4 separate regions of the Mus musculus genome follow, and regions 2, 3 and 4 are each linked to region 1. A link is a contact called in public HiChIP or PLAC-seq and promoter capture Hi-C data. All regions are on one chromosome and are shown on one strand. Each heading gives the region's core, a stretch centred on a gene start, on an enhancer-like site or on the middle of the called end of the contact. The rest is flanking DNA. Distances are from core to core; before and after follow the strand shown.

The links. HiChIP or PLAC-seq counts read pairs in DNA pulled down with a chosen protein or histone mark. Capture Hi-C pulls out chosen DNA fragments and counts their contacts.
Region 2: a contact with region 1 is called in a promoter capture Hi-C map of liver, with 3 times the contacts expected there. The contact joins the promoter of 1810044D09Rik here to the promoter of Rbsn in region 1. A contact is called at or near these places in 2 of 484 Hi-C or Micro-C datasets (CD4 T cells and CD8 T cells), 1 of 115 datasets of contacts at active chromatin or transcription factors (bone marrow-derived macrophages) and 2 of 9 other capture datasets (adipose tissue and liver).
Region 3: an H3K27ac HiChIP or PLAC-seq map of thymic regulatory T cells shows a contact between it and region 1, with 4 times the contacts expected there. The contact joins the promoter of Slc6a6 here to the promoter of Rbsn in region 1. A contact is called at or near these places in 1 of 39 promoter capture datasets (pre-B cells), 4 of 115 datasets of contacts at active chromatin or transcription factors (bone marrow-derived macrophages, microglia, pancreatic cancer cells and 1 more) and 2 of 9 other capture datasets (adipose tissue and liver).
Region 4: a contact with region 1 is called in an H3K4me3 HiChIP or PLAC-seq map of embryonic stem cells, with 4 times the contacts expected there. The contact joins the enhancer-like site here to the promoter of Rbsn in region 1. A contact is called at or near these places in 7 of 39 promoter capture datasets (the 3T3-L1 cell line, embryonic stem cells, hippocampal neurons and 3 more), 12 of 484 Hi-C or Micro-C datasets (the G1E-ER4 cell line, the HL-1 cell line, cortical neurons and 4 more), 7 of 115 datasets of contacts at active chromatin or transcription factors (embryonic hindbrain, embryonic stem cells, epiblast stem cells and 4 more) and 2 of 9 other capture datasets (adipose tissue and embryonic stem cells).

Annotation. Positions count from the first base shown.
Region 1 is chr6:92,213,544-92,216,209 of GRCm38.p6, forward strand. It overlaps Rbsn (rabenosyn, RAB effector), which reads right to left and starts at 1,327. Exons shown (of 12, transcript NM_030081.3): 1 at 1,168-1,327.
Region 2 is chr6:91,439,671-91,442,336 of GRCm38.p6, forward strand. It overlaps 1810044D09Rik (RIKEN cDNA 1810044D09 gene), which reads left to right and starts at 1,317. Exons shown (of 2, transcript NR_038153.1): 1 at 1,317-1,488; 2 at 1,772-2,085. It overlaps 4930471M09Rik (RIKEN cDNA 4930471M09 gene), which reads right to left and starts at 1,184. Exons shown (of 3, transcript NR_045980.1): 1 at 691-1,184.
Region 3 is chr6:91,682,749-91,685,414 of GRCm38.p6, forward strand. It overlaps Slc6a6 (solute carrier family 6 (neurotransmitter transporter, taurine), member 6), which reads left to right and starts at 1,319. Exons shown (of 15, transcript NM_009320.4): 1 at 1,319-1,560.
Region 4 is chr6:92,727,353-92,730,018 of GRCm38.p6, forward strand. No RefSeq gene overlaps it. Among named protein-coding and RNA genes, the nearest start is that of Prickle2, 23 kb to the left of the region's middle. Within about 2 kb of position 1,354, at least 67 of the 459 cell types and tissues checked have an H3K27ac peak or open chromatin away from gene starts, as enhancers often do. A contact at or near this core is called in cortical neurons, embryonic stem cells, extraembryonic endoderm stem cells and 4 more, where this site is marked.

The DNA.
Region 1 (2,666 bases), core at 77-2,576:
TGCCCTTCAACAGAAAAATCTGATACTTAAACATTTCAGGGCTTAATAACTTACATTTTCTGTCTTATTGGACTACAGCAAAGTCACTGTTGATGTGACCCTGAAAGACTCCTAACCATTGAGAACAAGGATAAAATCATTTCACAGAAGCAAAGAAATCTGTTTCCAAGACTTTAGAGGCCACATATCACAGCACAGAGTGGGAGTTTGTGTAGCTAGAATTGTGGTGTGCTGCAGAGGGCACAGAGGAGGGTACCATCTGGTCCTCAAAGGTGAAGGGTGACAGCAACTCAGAAAATAAATTAAACAGGACGCTAGGTGCCTGTTATTTCCTTTAATTAAGAAATTTGACAGGCGTGGGAGGCAGAAGCAGACAGATACCTGTGAGTTTGAGGCCAGCCTGGTTTACATGTCAAGTTCCAGGCCAGACATAGATACATAGTGAGACCCTTGTCTTGAGATTAAATAAATAAATCGAGAGACTACACACATGCAGACCCATCCCGGAAAGCATCTGAGGCATCACTTAAACAGCCAGCCTCAGGTCCGACCGGTTCTCTCCCCAGCCAGTGGCTGACAGGATCCTCTGGGTGTGACAGCTGCCTCCTCCCCGCCTGCAACTCATCCTGAAGAAAAAGTCAAACAGAAGTCGTCCCCGTGCACCCTGGCCACACATCGCAGCTCAGTTCTCACCCTGGAGAAACGCCCCTTACTCAAGGCAGGCTCCCTCCAGGATGCCTTCACAGCAGCTGCCTGGGGTGCCATAGCCTATACACAAGTGAAGTGACTAACACAAGACAGCAGCCGGGAAGGAGAGCCTGGGATTTTCGCCATCACCACGAGAACTCGGAGAGCGGGATAATAGGGTTCCGCGAATGAAGTGGGGGACCTTAACATAAAGTCACTTAATTAGGTGCCACCACAAACCACCGCAATTGATGCCGCAACCAGAAGGCCAGTTGTGCAAACTCTCGCCTCCAGACTGGATTGAAAAACCCAGCCGGGGGGCTCTGTAGAGATCCGCACGGCCACGCGCACCCGCGGGACGCGACTCTGCGGGACATCACGCAACACGTCACGGCGCGGGCAGAGACCCGCGCGGCGCCGAGGCCCGCAAAGCCTCATCTCCCGACCGCATCGTCATCTCAAACCACACGTCACACCCACCTCAGCCACCGCCGCGCTCTCTGCGACACCCTTTCTCACTCCCTGCGGCTTCCGACAGGCAGTCGGCAGCCTGCCTTTCCACCTCGGGTTCTGACTGCCGGCCTACGAGGTTCCTCAGAGACCAGTGGCAGCCATCGCCATCAGTGGCTCGGCGCTCGACAGGCGCGCCGGGCAGAAACCGGAAGACAGACTGACACGCGGCGGTCGAGCGCCGAGTCCTCGAGCGCACTGAACCTGGAAGAGGATGCTGCGCAGGCGCTGCCGCAACGGGGCGGGCCCAGTAGGAGGAGGTAAACTGCGAAGTTCTCTCAGGTCCTAGCAACACATCGATGTGAAACCCTACACTCGCCCTTCACTCACCCTATAGGTGGGGAAACTGAGACTTTGGCTCTTAAATAATGTGCCTGCAGCGCTAACATTATTTAGAGACCGTTAAAAAGTTTCTGAGATTTTTGCATAAATGCCTTAATACAGCGGTTGTTCTTCCAAAGGACCCAGGTTTGAAAAACTGCTTGTCTGCTACCTATATGCTCTCTTCTGGAGTCCATGGGCACTGCACATGTGGTGCACAGACATGCAGGCAAAACACACATACAAAATTTTGTTTTTTTACTTTTTTGTTGTTGTTGTTAAAAAAAAGTTTCTGAGTGCGAGAGACTAAGTTATGTTCAGCACATTGAGGAGACAGAAAGACGTGGAAATTGAGCCAAAGAAAGTAGAGACGTTGAGGAGTCGTGTCAGGGATTGGAAGTTGGCTCAATTGATCCTGGTTGGGACTCAATTTCCACCACACACCCATGCCTGTAACACCAATACTCTAAGGATGGAGGCAGGAGGACCAAAAATTTAAGTTAATTTTCAATTACATAGCAAGTTCAAGGCCATACTGGGATACATGAAACTCCATCTCAAAAAAGCATAAAAAAGTATGAGGGTAGCTAGATCTCTGCAAAATAAGTGGCATTTATGTATGAGTCAGGGTTCTCTAGAGTCACAGAACTCTATAGTCTATATAGTAAGGGAATTGGTGGATGACTTACAGTCTGTAGTCCAATTCCCAACAATGGTCAGCAGCAGCTGTGAATGGAAGTCCAAGGATCTAGCAGTCACTCAGTCCCACAAGGCAAGCAGTTGAAGAAGAGAGTGTCAATCTTCCTTCTTCCAATGTCCTTATATAGGTCTCCAGCAAAAGGTGTGGCCCAGATTAAAGGTGTCTGCCACCACACCTTTAATCCCAGATAACCTTGACTTGGAGATCTTCCTGTCTTAATCTTCTGGAATTCATAGCCACTGTGCCTCAAGATCTCCATGCCAAGATTCAGGTCAGAAACTTCTATCTCAGCCTCCAGATTAGGATCACTGGTGAGCCTCCCAATTCTGGATTGTAGTTCATCCAGATATAGTCAAGTTGACAACCAGGAATAGCCCCTGCAATTTACAAAAGACAGTATGGCAGATCAGTCATGTCTGAACCTAGCTGTACCATGCAACAACCACAG
Region 2 (2,666 bases), core at 67-2,566, 770 kb before region 1:
CTACCATAAAACAGACCTCAATTGACTTAAACTAGGGATCAGTCTTAGAGAATAGATATGAGGGACAGGATACTAGAATCAGACTGAGAGAATGGTTGGGTGTGTGCCCTGGGGAGTTAGGTCTGTGTGTTTGTGCTGTTTTGCCATTCATCCAATGATGGACACCCACACTGAGTCCATGACTTAACAAGTGCTGTACAGGAGTTTATATTCCTTCAGGCGTGGCACAGTCCTGGGCAAGTTATGAAAGGAGTCAGATTAAATCTCTAGATGTTTTCAGGAGAGGCTGCCAGCCCTAACAGCTGCCACACATCCCTCCATATACACCCCCACCACAGATGATGGCTTCTGTGTAGTCCAATGAGAAAATTTTCTTCTTAGGGTACTTTTTAAAACATTTTTGAGACCTGTATAATTAGTCCATTTGTGTCATGAGAAAACTTCGTTTCAGCTGTTTGTTTTTTCAATAAGATGACTTTCCTTAACAGGCAAAAAAGCAGTACTCATCTTTATTATTGATTTGAGATAGTATATATATATTCAGGAAAGTTGTCTTAATTTCACATTAATTACATACATTGCTTTCCTCCTTTATCTTTATACATAAAATAGGCTGTTGATATATCTTGAAGAATTTTAAAGGATATTAAATGTTTGATTAAAAAAAAAAAAGGAGTTCGTGCTGAATACCTGTTCTCTCAGCGAACACTCACTCAATCACAAAGCAAATGTCAGTGTTTCTTCTGGAAAAAATCTTATCCAAAGTTTACAATCAAAATTACAAATGGATGGGATTAGCTCTTAAACATACTAAAAGATGTATCATAGATGTAAAACCAACTGTTTTACAGTTTTCGAGCTCACTCTCATGTGGTTCCACATACTCTGGTTCCAGGAGTTAGTGCTACGGGGCCTGCTCACTCACCCCACAAAAAAATGAGCGATAAGACTGAGGGCGGGAGGTCATTATGAGCTGGTCGCCCGGGAGGGCGAGTTTGGACCGTGCAGTACCTTGCTAGCTGAACAGGACAGGGTTAATGTCTAGAATATACAAAGACTCAAAAAATGAATACCTAGAAGTCAAGTGATGGGCTACGGATATGAGAATACAGTTCTCAAGAGTGTTCAAACGGCCAGTTCCACCCGAATATGAACCGACAGCTAGAATGCCAAGGTAGCTGCACGGGACCTTCCTGCTAGACTGAAGCGCTAGCAATGGAGAAGCTGGGCGGAGCCTCCAGTGCAGTAGCGGCGACGGCGCGGTTACATGACGTCATCCTGAGGCGCTGGCCAGTAGCGTCATCAGTTTGAGCCGCTTTCCTTGCCTTGGTCCCTGAGAACCGTCTTCCGACCCTTCCTCCTTCGGTGCTGACTGCTCCCGCGGCTCTTTACGCTGAGATGTTTCACTGACTTCTGCCTGAGATCTGGAAAAGGAACACTGCCCAATAGATGAACATGTGTGAAAAATAACTTCCAAGGAACATCATGGTACTAAGTATCAAATGGAAAGGGAAAGCGAGCAGGCATATTTCTGCCATGGCAGAAACAGCTCTCATAGGCTTCAGAAATAGCCTCCTCCCCGCCGCACCCCACCCCCACCCCCGAGTTCGTCTTCCTCCTGATGCGGGAGGCTTGACTCCAGGTGTTGTTTAGTTTCCTTATCAGTAGCACGTGATGGGGTTCACATATCCACTGCCAGGTCTAGTGGTTGCTGCTTGTTACTAATCCCGAGGCTATCCTCAGATCCCTCATCTCTTCCGCTTTCTTACAGTGCGCAGGGACTGTGCTAAACAGAAAACTGTCAGTCACTGCGGGAATGTGCCTCCCTGATCGCCGCGATCGCCCGCTGCCGCAGCTGTTTCTCCTTCACACGCATAGGCTCCCTGTCTTGCATGGGAGGGAGCAGACCCAGGGGACACCAGACCAACTTGAGTTCACATGGGTTGACTATCCACACCTCTCTCCTCTGTCTTTGGTATCCCGTGAAGTGTGCTGTGTCTCCTCTACCCTGTGATTCCTGTTCATCTCAGGAAGCAGCTGAAAGGGTCAGGAAGGTCCTGGGACATTAAACTACTGTTTGGATGATGTTTGTCTACACTCATTTTCTGGGGAATGATGCGGCTGCCAGACCACGTTAGTGGTCAACTGTCAGGAGTCACATGTGTCCTGAGTCCCTGTGGCCTGAGGGCTCCAGCTATCCCTTCAGTTCTTGGCACAGAGATGTGCTCATGACTGCTGAGCAAGGACAGCTCACAAATCTGTCAGGTTCGAGAGCTCTTCTGCTTGACCCCCTCACTACAGAGGAGGCATCTGGGACCTCACTGCCTCTGGATGTACATCCACTATCCCTCTTCCCAAAATCCCCACAATCACACCTGGACTCATGCTTCAGGTTTCTGTCCAAGGGCTCCAGCTCCCTTATGGCTGGTCCTGTGATGAGGCAAACCATCGTGGTGGCTGGTGAGCAGAGTGACTTGTCTTAAGGTGGACAGAAAGCAGAGAGAAGGAAGGGACCATGATCAAAACATACCCATACAAGTCACTTACTTTAACAAGTAGGCCTACTTTTACTAGTTCTGCCATTTGACAATCACCATGTGAAATATCACCCTAAGTAGTTGTATATAGCCTGTAACTCAGGGCCCACAGGCATAACAGGAGCTATG
Region 3 (2,666 bases), core at 69-2,568, 530 kb before region 1:
TCCCCACCCCCACCCTTCTGTCTGCCCAAAGGCTCTGGGCTTCCTGAAGTCTGCTCTGGGTTCAAAACAGCCACTTTCCTACTCTCTGACCTACCCCCTGGTCTCAGCCCTTTGTGCTGTGGGTAATGAAATGTGAGTCTGGATTTTTTTTTTTTAAGACGGGTTTTCTCTGTGCAGCCTTAGTGGAACTCACTCTGTAAACCAGATTGGCCTTGAACTCAGAGATCTGCCTGTCTCTGCCTCCCAGCGCTGGGATTAAAGGCTTGAGTCACACCACCACCTTATTTTGCTTCTTGGTGTCTTATGCCAGCCTAGGACAATGGATTCAGGCTGGTCAGGTCTGGGGCTACCATTCCCAGTTTAAGAGACAGGATAGCCATGCTACATAATTGACACTTATGTGCAGAGAGAGTGGAGAAGAAAGAAAAGGAAGTGGGCAAGCAGAGAGGGGGAAGGCCTTACTGAAGGTCACACAGCGCCACCTCAGGCTCAGCCAGGCTGTGGGTGTGTACAATCAGATGGAGGACATGCTCATTCAAATAAGGACAAGAATAATGGCACACTCCCCATCTCCATTTAAAAATAGTCACATTTGCTGACACTCGTTTGGCACTTCCTAGGTGCCTGGTGTCCTGTTCAGACTCTTTACACTGTTAACCTTGGACCCTCCCAGCAGCCAGAAGTGATGAGTTCCACTATTTTTATTTCCGTTTTACAGATGAGGAAACTAAGACACAGAAGGTCTGGGGAACTTGCCTGATGTCACACAGCCACGACGAAGTCGGGGCGCTTCGAAAACACAGCCTCATGTGGGCCAGGGGTGGGGGTGGGGGTGGGGGTGGGGGACTTGGCCTCCATTATCACTTCCACGGCAGCTCAGCCAGGCTTGCAGAGCTGCACACTGGCCCTGAGAGGACTCGGGGCAATGGGGGAGGAGCAGATTCTGGTAGGGATCTAGCTGCTGCGGCAGCCACAGGCCTCGTCCACAGACCTAGGTGGGTGTGTTAGAGAGCGTTGTGGTGTGGTAATATCAGGACAGGAGATGAGCCAGGGGTCTGGGTCTCTAACTCCTCATCGCCTGCATGAGAGGCCTGAGCAGTGCCATTAGCCACCAGCGTTTGGATGGAGCATGAGGATGGGTGCGCGCGCTCGACGAGGCGAGCTCCGGCTCTTTGTGTGTCCGAGCTCGTGCGCGCGTGCGTGCGTGTGTGTGTGTGTGTGTGTGTGTGTGTGTGTGTGTGCGCGCGCGCGCGCGCGCCCCGTGTGTGGGCGTGGCCGACAGACCAGGCCCCTCCCTAGGCCCCGCCCAGGCCCGGCCAAGCTGGTATTTTTCCACCCAGCAGGATGGGTGATGCGGAGAGCTGCCTGTTCAGACAACAGACACGCGAGGTCAGGGAGAAGCCGCTTATAAATTACCGCTTCCTCCGCGCCGCCGCCAGCGTCGTGCTCCGGGACCTGGTTGCTGCCGAGCTCCCGTGCCCAGCCGCCAACGCCGCGATCGCCGCCAGTCCCGCCAGCCTCGCCAGCCCCGGGCCATCCGCTGTGGGCTTAGCCACCCAGGTACCCAGGGCGTGTGGGCCGCGACTGCAGCCCCCTCCCCGGGCCGCGCTCCGCCACCTCACCGGGTCCCTGCGGGTCTGGCCTCCCCGCGCTCTTTCATCCCCTTCACCCCTGAGGGAGGGACTGAGGGTCTCCTGTTCAGCTCTGCTGGAGAGGGAGTTATTGTTTCCCTGGCGAAGGGGCTGGGGCTGCTGGTGCGGCGGCAGGTGTGTGTGTGTGTGTGTGTGTGTGTGTGTGTGTGTGTGTGTCCCACGGGGTGCCTCCTTGTCCCTGGATGTCTCTGTTTCTGAGAGTGGCTGTTTCTCCACCCTAGGCAGCCGTGTACATGTGCGCCCCGGGGTGTGTGATATGACCAGGGCTATGTCCGGGGCTGCCTTACCTGAGTGTAGTGTGGCCGTGTGGCTCTGTCTTCTGATACACACACACACACACACACACACACACACACACACATCTTGCCTATGTGAACCTGTACGTGTGGCTGTGTCTCCGGAACCCTGGCCGTGTGCACGTGTGTGTGCCCGAATGTGCCTGGATCCCTGGATCTGTGGTTGGGGGCAAGTCTAGTGTCTTCTAGCTGTACCCGAGAGGCCATCCCTTGTGCCCAGTGGGCCCAATGGACATCTTTGGTTCTTCGTAGTATTTAGGAGAGGTAAAAGGGCGGTATGGCTCCAGGTGCTGCCTGGGTGTGGCACGCAGGTGTGACAGTCGCTCCCAGGCTTGAGTAGCAGGGCTGAGGCCCGAAACGACAGCCAGGGGCAATGGGTAGCACCAGCTGAACACATCTTCCTCTAGACTGCTCCCCTTCACTTTATGGGTTCCTCTTTTGGGTGGGAGGTTCTGGTCTGCTCCCACTGGGGAAGCCACACAAGGAACCAGTCTCAGGAACAGATCCTACAGTCCCAAAGCCTCAACCTAGGCTGTAGCCTGGCGGCAAGGGAGGCGTGTGCTCAGCAGGGCCACCGACCTGGCTATTTTGGTCACTGCCTGGCCTCTGCCAGATCCCTGCCTTCCCTAGGACCAGCCCCAAAGGCTTGGGAGACAGCCTGGGCCCCCATTTCCTGCCTGGGGAAATAAATCATCTCAAAGACTGGCCAGGCGCTTGA
Region 4 (2,666 bases), core at 104-2,603, 510 kb after region 1:
ACTAGTAAAAATGCAAAACTAACCAGATTCTTGGCTAGAATATAGTATTTTCCGTGCACTATCTAATCCAAACCTCCCAAGGCACAAGTTAAGAAACACACCCACGATTACACATGGAGGAATCCACAGATCAGCCTTAGATACCAAGGAGTCCAACTCCAAGATCATGGCCTTAACCACCTCACAGTCTCCCTGCCTGTCTGAATCCTTCTGTTATTCTGCAGGGAAAAGCCAAGCTCATTAGAGGCTCATGATCTCCCCCACCCCCACCCCACCCCCAATCTCTTCCTCCTGTAATACCAGCTTCGTGGAGACCTAGCAGATAGCATCCTCTGAGGATTATTTTTAAAAATGAATTCCTTTCTCAGCTCTCCTCCCTCCCAAGCCCCATATGATGAACAAAAGTTGCCAGGTTGCTGGCTCCACACATGGTATGTTATTCACGGGCTGCTCTGCTGCGATGAGCCAACTCATTAGTTTCAAAGCTGCAGATTAATCTTACATTTCTGTTTCCTGGAGGTGAAAGGTCATTTTTTATCTCCTTAGCTTTATCCACCACCCAGGAGGAAATTGGATCTTTAAGCATGAGGGACCTTTCTCCCCACGAAGCAGCTGTTCGAGCTTCTCTTCTATGTTTTGAGTGAAAAACGGATACAGAGAACTGGAATTGTGTGTGTGTGTGTGTTTAAACCAAACCAAACCAAACCCAAAAAAAAAAAAAAAAAAAAAAAAAAAAAAAAAAAAACAGAAGAGCATCTTTTAAAAGTAAGAGAAATCTTGTAAATTGTGGGGCAGGGGGAAAAAAAAAAAAAAAACAACGAGGAAGAGGCTAGTGCAAGTAGTGTTGAGAACGTTAGATACAAAACAAATGCTCCCCAGCAAGATGAAGTTGGTAAGATTTAGAAGGCGAAGGCCTCCCTCCCCTCCCCCAGCTCAGAGCTTTGCACTCGCCCTCTGATGCCGCCTAGTGGTGAAATCTAATATGGCACCAGCCCGAGAGAAGAGATGATTATTCAAGCACCACCTCCCAAAACACGGGTAGATTTGGGCCTGAGAGACAGCAGCTGGATGGTTAGCTTTAGAAATCATACTCGTACGATTGCTAACAAAAGGTAGACGCTTGTAAGGGGGCTCTGCTGCTGTGGAAGTGGTTCATGTCCATGAAACACTTCAAGCTTGGTCTCAGTTGCTTTCCAGACCGTTGAGGAGCCGGCCCTAGAGAACAGCACACGATTCCCAGGTTGTGCTGCCCCAGTTAGATCGCCATTTCTCCTGCGTAGCCATGGCTGAATCAGAGTTGCATTGAGGAGGGAAGAAAGCTGTATTGAACTCTGCTTGCTTGGGCTCACTGCAGCTATTGTCTGGCACTTAAGGCTGTAATCAGAGTGAACACACTGACCACTGTTTATTTTCCCCACCGGGCTTTCTCCCAACATTTTCTCCCATCTCCACAGGGAGATTTGGCATTTAAAGAGAGCGTGGGGGAGGGGAGAGTGTGGCAGAAAGGTTGGGTTCTTCCAGAGAATAAAGAAAGCAAAGGCTCTTTATAACTGGAGATGTTTCTATGTGGCGAATGCCCTAGAGGAAATACAACATGCACTGAAGCATTGACATGATACTGTCCCATGAGGCATCAAGTAACCTTCTTGCAACACAGCATCCACCAAAAATGCCCCATAATGAGGCTGAGATGTCTCAGTGGGTAAACCGCTTCCGGCACAAGCGTGAGGACTTGAGTTGAGATCCCCAACACCCATGTAGAAAGCCAGATGTGACAGCGCATGCTTATAATCCCAGCACCAGGGAGACTGAGATAAGAGGGTCCCGGGGCTTGCTGGCCCGCCAGGCTAACTGGATTGATGAGCTCCAGCTTCAGTGAGAGACCCTGCCTCAAAAACTAAGATAATGATGGAGGAGGATACCAGAAGTCAACCCCCAGTCTCCAGAAGTGCACCCCACCCACCCCACCCCACTCACAAATAAAATAATAATAATGCCCACCGTTATCTTAGAACTGAGTAAAGACACCAACTACTAAATCAAGCAAGGACAGAGAACGGGGATAGGAAAGTGGGATTTGGAGGAAGAAAGCAAGCACAGCACCTGCAGCTTTGGATCACTTAGTTCAGCACTATATTCAGAAGGGGCTTAATGACCACATGAAGCACGGGCACAGAGACATGTTTATCACCTGTCATGCCCCCAATTCAGGTCTGTTCTCCTTAAAGGACAATCATGGAGGGATATCAGTGTACTGGAGACTAGAGAGTCCTGTGTCCATGCAAATCTTGGGGCTGGCAAAGAAAGAATTGGGCTAATTGAGAGCCAACCATGGACTCAGCAGCTAGCCGATACTTTTCTCCTCTGGGTTGAGCTGTACTTCGAGGAAAGATGTTGCATTGCCAAGTGGAGGCCATTAGCGAGCCAAATCTACCTTGCAAGGGAGAGCAGTCAAGGCACAGACTTCCTGATTTTGATTACTGGAGTCAATACATGGTCTTGTGGTGATTAGCTCCTAGCTCTTATTTATACCCTCTCTAGCTACATGGAGATGAGAAACATCTGAGTCCTGGCTTAGTATAGGCTTACTATGGATTTAATATTCTACAATCCATTCTGGGGATGGTGAAGGAGAATAAGTCATTTTGTCTGCTCAGCATCCTTTA